2 separate regions of the Mus musculus genome follow, and region 1 is linked to region 2. The links are chromatin contacts, called in public Hi-C maps. All regions are on one chromosome and are shown on one strand. The core of a region is the stretch at or near the end of the contact, and the rest is flanking DNA. Distances in the headings are between cores, read along the strand shown.

Region 1 (5,249 bases), core at 2,195-4,694, 87 kb after region 2:
AAAAGAACTGGCTGCTCTTACAGAGGACCCAGGTTCAGTTCCCAGCACCCACATGGCAGCTCATACCTGTCTGCAACTCCAGTTCCAGGGCTTCTGACACCTTCACACAGACATGCACACAAGCAAAACACCAATGAACATAAAGTAATAAAATAATGTAAACAAACAAACAAAAGACAGAGTCTCACTGTGGTCCCAGCTGGCCTCGACGCTCAATATAAACCAGAGTTACTTTGCTCTCACAGAGTCTCTGCCTGCCTTTGCCTCCCCAGTGCTGGGATTAAAGGTGTGTGGCACCATGCCTAGCTATATACATACAATGCATGTAGATATATGCATGCATAAATGAACAGGTACAATGCTTGGATATGGTAGTGCACGCCTTCGTTCTCAGCACTTTGGGGGAAGAGGCAGGTGGATCTCTGTGAGCTCAAGGCCAACCTGGTCTATATGGTAAGTTTCTAGATAGCCAGGGCTACATAGAGAGACCTTGTATTAAAAAACAAAAACAAGCCAGAGTGCCATAGGTGTAACCCAGTGTCCACCTGTGCTCAATAAACAGCTGTCACTCAGGAGATGGCCTAGGACCCGATAATCAAGATCCTTCTCAGGTGTATAGGGAATTGAAAGCCAGCCAGGTACACACAAGAACCAGTCTTTAAAAATAAGTAAAAGATGTGACCTGCAAGGAAGCCTATCAGAAACAGGAGGAAATGGGGAAAGAAGCAGAGCGAGGTGCACACAATGCCAGGCAGAGGCTGATAGGCTGGCACAGAAGGAAGGGGAGGAGCTACAGAACTGGAGGAAGAGCAGAAGCATTGGGCACTGAGGAAGGCAGGCTGCGCTACAGGATCCTGGAGTCTGCTTGGTGTTTTAGTGGTAACAGGGAGCTACTGAGGGCTTTAGGTCCAGGGAAAGCGAGAACTCACTGGTCCTTTTAAAAGCTCTGATGAGGGACAGGAGAGATGGCTCAATGCTCTTCATAGTATGCTGGTCCGATTCCCAGAACCCATATAGAGGCTCACAACCACATATAGCTCCAGTTCCAGGGGATCTGACATCCTCTTCTGGCCTCCGACAGCACCAGGGACGCATATGGAGTACATTCATACATGCCGGAATATACATAGGAAGTCAAGGGCATGGAGGTATGAAGGAGCACGCCTTTAATCTTGGGAGGCAGGGGCAGGCAGATTTCTGAGTTCAAGGCTAATCTAATCTAAATAGTAAGTCCCAGTAAAGATTACAGGGTGAAATCCTCTGTCCAAAATAAACAAAACCAATTACAAACAAAAGATGTGATGAAAACTGAAGAATGAGCTGACTGTAGGAAATGTCCCTCGGGGATCTGAGATAGAGCCACCTTCTCATCCCCTTGTGCGTAGAAGCAGAAAGCCATCAAGACTGGGTGTCACTCACTCCTCGGTCAATGCTATGTCATGAGTGCTGTATACCTACCCATGGTGTGAGAAATGCAGGAACAGAGACAGGGACACCAGGCCTGGTCTTCCACAGCCTGAAATCCCCATGTGCAAGATCAGCCAGCTCAGCCCAGACGAGAAGTATGGACTCCAAGCATCCCCTGCGAAGGAGGAAGCGCTCCAGAGCCCCCGAGCGGCACAGTAGCCAGCCCTGTATCCACCGCTCTTTATCACTGTTTATCTCTCTCCAAACAAACTCAAGGCAGTTTATAAGAAAGCACTCCTTTCTTGAAAGATGGAATTGAATCTGCTCTGGATGGGCATGGCTGCAGTCTTCGTGTATCTGGCAGCTAGGCTCCTTAATCCACTCCACCCACTGAGAACACAGTCTCTCTCGCCCAAGTGCCTGCTCCTGGTTCCAGGTATTGAGCAGGACAAAGGCATCACTGATGAGTCTTCGGTATCCCTCTTTCACATCATTGGTGGGCCACCGGTTCTACTGACTGCAGGCCCCCCACACTGTAGTTCAGTGAATGGACTGCCAAGTGTGACTTTGCTGTCTTACAGGCCACAGAATGTGGGTGCCTCCCTCTAATGTTCACATCGCTGCAGAGCTGGTATTTTTTTTCTGGAATTTGTGAACCTGTTCTGTGCTCTCTGGGGCAATCTTGTTCCACCCTCTCCCACCGGCGGGCTGCCACATGCAGGATCAGGAGAGACTGGCGTTATCTCCCCCTGCCCTGATGAGCTATTTGGTCCTGATCTGCCGCTGAGCAGTTTAAGGAAGGCTAAAGTCAGTCAGCATGAAGTAGTCTCATTCACCAGGCTCAGATGTACACCCGAGCTAAGCCAGTCCAAGGAGAATGGGGGAGAGAAACAGATCTGAGAAGCCTGGAACTTCTGCAGCTATTTTTATAACTATGAGGTAGGCAGCCTGAAGATGAAGCTCTCACAAGAGGTGACTGCTGAGAAAACAGCAGAGAAATGGACCAGGCTCACATCAAACCAAGCGAAGCCTCTCGTCCCCCAGCTGTTTCTATTGAGTATGTTCAGTGCCTAGCCTGAGTTCCATCAGACGTACATAATGTCAAAGGAATAACAGCCACTCGGCATGGCGTGAGGGTGAACAAGGGTCAGCTAAAGCTCACAGACCAAATCAGACCCAGCATCTGAGAAGGAGCCACACCTACTCCAATGCAGATTGCCCAAGGATACTTGAGCACCCACAGGCACAGCAGTGACCAGGTGTCCAGTAGAGCCCCAAAACGGAGTCTATCTTTACTGCAGGAAGAGTCTGCAGCCCCCAACATGGACGTCATCATTCTTGGCTCCTGCCTTCTCTGCCTGACTCTGCCATTCCTTCCCTGGTTCACAGACCTCCTACAGAAAGACCCTTCTCATTATCTATCCACCTGCCCAGGTTACTCCCTTCATCCTTGCCACACCTGGCTCATGTGACAGACCCTTGGAGGGTCCCTGTCTGGGTCAGCAGTCATGGGAGCAACCCTATCAGTCAAAATAAGCTCCACTATGGCCCACATGCCCTCTTGTCCTCTCAGTAACACAAAGGCAGACAGCAGAAGCCAACCAGGACCACTGGATGGAACTCTGTATGTGAGTTTGCTGTGTAATGAGGAATCCCTCAGATCCAGAGGCCAGCTGGAGAAATACACTTGAAAAATGAGAAAGAGAGACATAGCAGAGGGAGAGCCAGGCTCCCGCCAGGCCGCCATGTGTCACCTAGGACAGAAGCACCTCCATGGGCTCTTGCCATGATCACCTCCAGGTAGTCCTGCTTAGGGCCTCACAGCCCAGAGGCTGCTGGGAAAAGAAATGTTCTGGTCTACCTTGGCTGCCTGCTGAGAAGCAGCAAGATTCACACATAGACACTCTATGCCCACAAATATAGGAAGCGCCTAAGATCTGCCCCAATCCTCCAAACTTAAAGTCAATGAACACAGACCCGTGAGCCCCAGGTCACTGCTGACAGGGAAAGAGAGTAAGACTGAGGCCTCTGTGTGACTACACCGCCCAGAGCCCAGTGTTGACATACAGGAAGTATTTCTCCATCACTCACCACAGAGACCAAACATGAAGCAGAATTTGAAGTACTGGCTATTTCAAAACACCTCAAGTGGTATGGAAAGGTCACTTCCAGAAAGAGCCTCTCCCGACCTCCAGGGCAGCTACTCCCTGGAGAACTTAGCTGCCATTACCTACATGCAGTTCATGCAGTCATTCGTCCTTTCCTCCATTCTGAAAATGGTGCAGGAGTATCAGGCTCCCATGTTGGAAACTAGGGTTTTAGAGAAGAACTGGGCACCATGCCAAACTTCCAGCCTTTTAGTGGCAGCAGGAGAGCTAAGAGAAGGTTTCCTTTGCAGGGCTGCTGATTGGCAGAGTTAGAAGTCCTTATCCCACTTCTGTACACTCACATCCCAATGACGTAACTCCTAGTCAGCAGCAGCCCTAGAACCACGGTCCCAAGGACAAGGCGAGGTGGCTACATAGAAGACACTCATAGGAAAGGTTGATGACTGGGTAGGCTACAAATGCCAAGTCCTGGGCAGTCAGTGTGTCAAAGATTGTGGGGGAGGGGGTCCTGAGGTAAAGGGTGTCCCAACCCCAGTGTACTGGGGGCTCTGGAGCAGACCGTGGCCCTGGCATCGGCTGGTCCTCAGGAAATGAGATGCAGCATGCGTTAGGTGCTTCCACAGTTCTCGTACCTGCACTGCTATGGCGCCACATCTTCCTGTTTATAAACCACTACCTCTCCCTTTACCTCGACCTCTGATGCACTTTGCTAAGGCTGCATAAAGCTGGGAACAGATGACACAGCCCTGATGCCACAGACACCATTTGTTTGAAGTCCTCCTTAAGAAGTCCTCCCCTTTGCTCTAGACCTAGTGCCCTCCAGTCCTCCCCAGGCTAGAAGATCCCTACCATTGCCCTCCATCTTTCCACTGAAGCATCCTGATTTGAGTGGAACACTCACTCATCTGAACCAGACATGGCTGTATTCCCAGGGCCGAAAGTAGTAACCTGGGGGGATCCTGAGAATCAGAAACGGAGCAGGAAAGGCCAGGAAGACTCTGAAGGTACTACCCCAGGGCTTTTGTTCCCTCCCACTCAGCTTACAGAACAGGAAATGTGTCTCAGCTTAGAGGACCTGCCCAAGATGTTTCTGTTAGCAATTTGCTGTTAGAGACATAAATTCACCCCAATCCCTTCCCTGGAAGGCTTTTCATGATATTCTGCACATTTTTTTTTAAATGGTGCTGGGTTTGGTGGCATGCTTGTTATCCTAGCATTGGGAAACTGAGGCAGAAGGATCATGAGTCTGACCCTGGAACCTACATGGTAGAGAAAGCCAACTCCCATGGGCTGTCCTCCCACCTCCACAGGCATGAGAGTGCAGACACAACACACACCTACACACCATGAAATAAGTGTTTTAAAATGCATTACCTGTGTAGGGGAGATAGAGGGGAAGGAGGAGGCAAGTAGGGAAGGCACAGAGATCAGAGTGATTGACAGGCAATATATGTTAGGGCCACCGAGATGCTCAGCAGGTAAAGGTACTTGTATGATGCTGGCACTTGAGTGCCATCCCAGGACCAGGGTGTTAGAAGGCAGAGGGAAAGAACTGACTCCAAAAACTTATCCTCTGTCTTTCGAGTACATTATATGGCATGTATGCCCCCTCCCACATACTATACAAATACACATACACATACTATACTATAGTACAAAAAAAAAAAATTAAGCTTGCCAGGAGGTGGTGGCACACACCTTTGATCCCAGCACTCAAGAAGCAGAGGCAGGCAC
Region 2 (5,330 bases), core at 435-2,934:
TTTAAAAATAAAAATACAATAATTAAAAGAGTAGCCACTAGAAATATAAAAGATGGTGTTCAAAGTTACAAACGTTCTACTAAGAGCAAATACTGAATTGTAGATAAATGTTTAGATTTATAAATATCAGGTTGTCATTTTAAAGCAGTACTGTTTCCATATATAGCCAGACCATATTTTCAAAGCAATGATTAGGCACACCACTTAAAAAAATAAATAAAAAATAAAAAGCACACCCATCACTTTTATACTTACACCAGATGCAGCATAGAGAAATACTTTGTACATGCAAAAATGAAAGTTCAGTTCTTTCTCATATGGATTATGGAACTACAGACACAACATCAATAGACAAATAGTTTGAAGTTATGAGGTGGGATTTCATGACAAAGGACAGTATTTTTATCCAGTATATACAGAGGCATTTGTATCATTTGAAGACTAAAATATGTATTTTGGGTGTGGTCACTAGGCTAGTAACATAAAAATGTGACACTGAGTTTACATAAAGGAAACATTATCCAGGAAATTTAAAGAGACCTTGTAAGTAGTTAATAACTAGTAAAGGTTTAATGAGTACCAAGAAATTTAAAATAAAGGAGAAGATTCGAGTTTCCCTAAGAGGGGAAAACACCCAGCACCACACTGATCAAACATCTTTTAGACTGTCACAGGAAAGTCACATTTATAATTTTGAAAGCTGCTGAAGACTGCTGTAGAAATGAAGACAGACAGAAAGAGCAGACAAGAAAGCACTGCTTTACTGAAAGCAAATCATGCAAAGGGTGAAATACTAGGGAGGAAGAAAAAGACTAAAATAAAGCATTGCTTAAAAAAAAAAAATGGCATTTTCTATATAATGCAACCAAGACTTGTCACTTTGATTTTTCATAGCTTTATTTTTCCAAGGAAAACAAACCACAGAGCCTGACAAACTCATTTGAATATAAACAATGTATCTACTGAGGGAAGACATATTCACTGCTCAGCAGACTTAAATGTATATTCTATTAAATGGAAACTAAGACATGCTCCAATTGCTCTTAATGTTTGAAGGCAAAAATAAATATATTAGTCATATCATACCAACTTCCTACCAGGAAGAAGAATTTCCTAAAAAATACTAGCCAAGAATCACTGAAAATAATCACTAAAATAGGAGACAGTGGGGTTTTTTTAAATATGAAAGGAGAAATAGAAGGGATCAACATAAAAATTACAATTGTGATATATGAGCTTTCAGCTCCAACCTTACGATCATTTACTCAGTAAATACTTAAAGCCTATCTACCTAAGTTCCATCAAGTCAGGAACCAAAACGCATCTGTACCCCACTGGCACAGAACATAAGCTCAACACCTTGCAGACTTTCCCTAGAATAAGGCAAAAGGTACTGAAAATGTGCAAGAGATTAACTGAAAAAAAAAAAATAAAGTTAGCCTTAAAAGTAAGTACTAATTTTTTTTTTAAGAGGGAAGACAGGCAACACAAAAGATTTGGGAAGAAAGAATGTATGACTTAATGGGAAGGCACTCTAGACAAGCAGAAAAAGACAATTCTATTTCTCACTTATAACCATTTTTATAAAAACTCTATTTTGATTTGCTTTGATATAATATACATAAATCAAGTTTAACAAATACTAAGCGTCTAGGCTGAGAAATGGCATAAAGCCAAGTTCCTCTTCTGTTCTACAAACCAGAATTGTGTGAACCGCTGGCATAACAGTTGCTAAAGACTTATTAGAATGCGCTATTAACAACCTTGACAGTGGATAACTCTAAAGACTTAGAAGAAGCTATACAGTGCTGCCATTTTAGTATGCTATTTTAAAGTACGCTGTCATTAGTATATCTGCTGCCAAATACCATGAAACAATTTTGAACTTATTATCTTAATAGAACTTAAGAGAAATTCCTGTATTTAAAGAATATGTTTTGCTGAGCACAAAATGGTATCCATCTTAAAACCACTGTGCATGTTGCTGCTTCTTTCCACAGTAACCTTCCTAACTGAGCAGTAGTTATTACAATTCACCTTCCAACACCCAATTCTAGCAACTCTTACCTTCTAATCTACATCCTAAATGTAAGTATGTAAATGAGAGTAAGTCTATGATTCTTCACTTCTCTCTATACTACTCATACTGCTAAGGTCCCCACAGCAGCAGTGAAACAACAGCCTTTGCCTATCTAGCTTACTGGCTAGTATGCAAGAAGCTAGCTCTAAGTGTACATGGACTAAAGTGTAAACCTGTAAAGGAGGTATGGGTTAAGGGAATAATGACTTCAACAGTTTTCATTTATATAATAAATTATTAAGTACCACAAATTATGTTTAAAATGCATGAGATTATATAATTTGATACATTCTGATGCCCAAAAGGCTAAACATAGAATGGCATCTGTCTTAACACCACTGTGAATGGGCTGCTTCTTTCCAGTGTCCTCAGAGATTATATACAAAATTATGTTTGTAATAGTTCAACTCTGAAGGTGTGCGAAGCTGGGTTCAACCAATAAGGATGACTAGAATAATAGCTCTAAATTACTTTGGTGGCCTGAATATTATTCCACATCTAGAAAAATATGATAGCTCTAACTACTTTAATCAAATAAAGTGGCTGTATTAAAACAGCAAAAAAGAGTTGGCAGATCTGGTACATAATAGTTACCAGTTAAAGAGGAGTTATCTAATGGTCTTTATGGAAGTTTAACAATAAAGTTCCCAAATTCAAAACTGGGTATTTCTTTAAAAAGAGGAAAAATATAAAAAAAAAAAAGTATAAGATAAAATTAAGATCCCACTAGAAAACGTACCTCAGCACCCGAATTCTAAGTTAGGATCAAATTCTAGCCTGGTACAGTGTGTCTTCACTGAGGGCTCTTTTATGGTATACTAGCAAGTAGCAAATCAAAAGTTCTATATTGCATCCAAAAAGCAACATGTATCATTTAAAATGTTTTAAGCTGGAGAGTTGACTCTGTGGTTAAGAGCACTTACTGCTCTTCCAGAGGACCCAGGTTCAATTCCCAGCATCCACATGGCAGCTCAGTACAACCTGCAAACTCCAGTTCCAGGGGGAGCTGAAACCCTCTGCATGTGTGCACAAATATAATGAAGGAAAAACACATATTTTAATATTAGCACTTCTTAAAAGTTTACTTTCAAAGGCTCACACATAGTTTTACACTGTTGACTATTTCTGTTAATGTGACTAGAACCTTTCCCTACCACTATATTCGGTATTTAAATATGTGAAGATAATGATGCAAATGCCCCTATCCCAGCCCTGAAAGCCAGGATCTAGTAATCTTTCCAAGTTCTACATTTAAATTATGGTTCATACTTTAACAACACAGAATGCTAGCTTTATAAAAAGATCAAGTGCCAAGTCTTGAACAAGATCTTGACTATATCAAAGCCAAGATTCTGCAAATGTAAGACATTTGGGACAAAGGAAAAAGAAGACAGAAGAGCGGAAAAATATAGAGGACCAAGTTTCAAACAGAGCAAATAAACTAATACAGCTTTAATGTAAGTTGCCTCATCTGAAGAACATTCTTGAAGTCAGCAGTCTGCTCAACATCCTCAAGCCGAGTAAAATCCATGCTGAACATGCACTTAGAACAGCACTGTCCAATTGTTGAGAAGGGTCAAGAAAACTAATGTTCATCTGGTACACTTTCCCTAAAATCTCAACAATTTTAATGGCCTTGATTTTGGCCTTCCTCCTTTATTAGCCTACATACAGCACCCAGACTGTAACAGATTTTTGTACTATTCTACGAAATGAAAATATGCATGCATGTAAGTATGTATGTATGTATGTTATCAATCGTTACCCTGGCTTAAAGGACAAATTGTGGAAACGGCCATAAAATAGAATGAACTATATAAAAACTAAGTTGAACGTGAAAAAACAAATGACTCTCTTTTCAAGTTATTTGCTTTTCAAAATCAAAAAATCTAAAATTAAAGTACTTAAAAATCTGTTCAAATATAACAAAACACGTGATTTATAAATATCTCTTCACCCTTTCCTAACAATTTTCTAATTATCTGTTAAAATAGCAACATTCACACTATAACATCAATTTAAAATCATTTTTCTCAATTTAACAATCAGACAAGCTGAAGCAATATTGACAGCCAAAAGCCAAAGCAGAGCATGCACAGAGCTCAGTGGCACTTACCTGTCGCTCTCAGACCACAATACCCAAGTCATGCAACACAGAACAGATAGATACAAGGCAAATTACTTAAAGGTCTGTGAACCTGTTATTTTTCTTTTTACCCAGAGTCAGGATAAAATGAACTCCTGAAATGTACAAAATCATTTTAACTTCTTAAGTTATAAGAATAATACAATTTAGGTTCACACTTACCTTTGAATAGTATGCCCAAATGACTGAGCTCTGAATAGCCATCATGAACTGATCCAAGCTTAAAATACTTTATATACGAAGAAGGAATTTTTTTTCTCAACTGTAATACAATGTTCTCTCAAATACTGCTTTTATTAGCAGATTTGGAGGTAGTGGTTTTTTCCTTAATTTTTTTTTTCATAAGTGTTTTCATTATTATAGGGCTTAAATAATAAAATGATTGCCAATTAAGGGACACAATCTCTTAGAAATTCAAAGAAACACTTTACTACTATAATTTACTCTATAAAATGATTCAGTTCTAGAAGGCACCAAAAGTTTTAATCAAACAATTCATAGCTCAGTCATGCAAAGCAGTTAAAAAGATGGCAAAGTGGAAACATTCATTAGTGCAAGACAAACGCAGTCTACTGCAGGCAAAGAGAAATAGATATAAAATCATCTTCTCACTTTCAAAATCAAGGAAAAAATTTGGCCCCTGCTCAAGGTCTGTGCATGTCAAAACTTTAAGAAGATTCCCCATGTTAAGGTACCTGTCAAGACAAGAATGAGAAAGAGAAAATATCCCTTTATAAAAAGAACATCTGAAATTGACTTAAAGAAAAAATAGTAACAGGGAGAATGTTCATTAGGCCATGAATTCATCCTTCAGGTTACCCAGACTGTGCTCTGGCAGACAGCAACCCGGGTTCTCAGGGTGTTGATGTGTAGGACCTAGAGGTGAAATATGGTTTTCCTGTACATAATGGTACAACTGTTGCTCTAATTCTTCTCAAAATTCTCCCAAGACAAGTTTCACTAATGGCCTTATAATGAAAAATTCTTTAAGTATTCCAATAGTGCTAATATTCTGAAAAAAAATTCCAATCAAGAATTATTCACATGAAACTTTCCAAGCATAGCAATGAAACAGTAATTTAAGGGCCAAATATTAAGGTTTGG

Evidence for each region. Hi-C and Micro-C count contacts between places; a contact is called where the count stands out from the background.
Region 1: a Hi-C map of bone marrow-derived macrophages shows a contact between it and region 2, with 2.4 times the contacts expected there. A contact is called at or near these places in 4 of 484 Hi-C or Micro-C datasets (CD4 T cells, the N1E-115 cell line, bone marrow-derived macrophages and 1 more) and 4 of 9 other capture datasets (adipose tissue, liver, macrophages and 1 more).

Annotation. Positions count from the first base shown.
Region 1 is chr15:64,037,482-64,042,730 of GRCm38.p6, forward strand. All of the region lies in intron 1 of Cyrib (CYFIP related Rac1 interactor B), which reads right to left. Among named protein-coding and RNA genes, the nearest start is that of Gm25628, 14 kb to the left of the region's middle.
Region 2 is chr15:63,951,762-63,957,091 of GRCm38.p6, forward strand. Cyrib (CYFIP related Rac1 interactor B) reads right to left here. Exons shown (of 13, transcript NM_001360036.1): 4 at 4,839-4,921. The coding sequence starts at 4,911. Among named protein-coding and RNA genes, the nearest start is that of Gsdmc4, 42 kb to the left of the region's middle.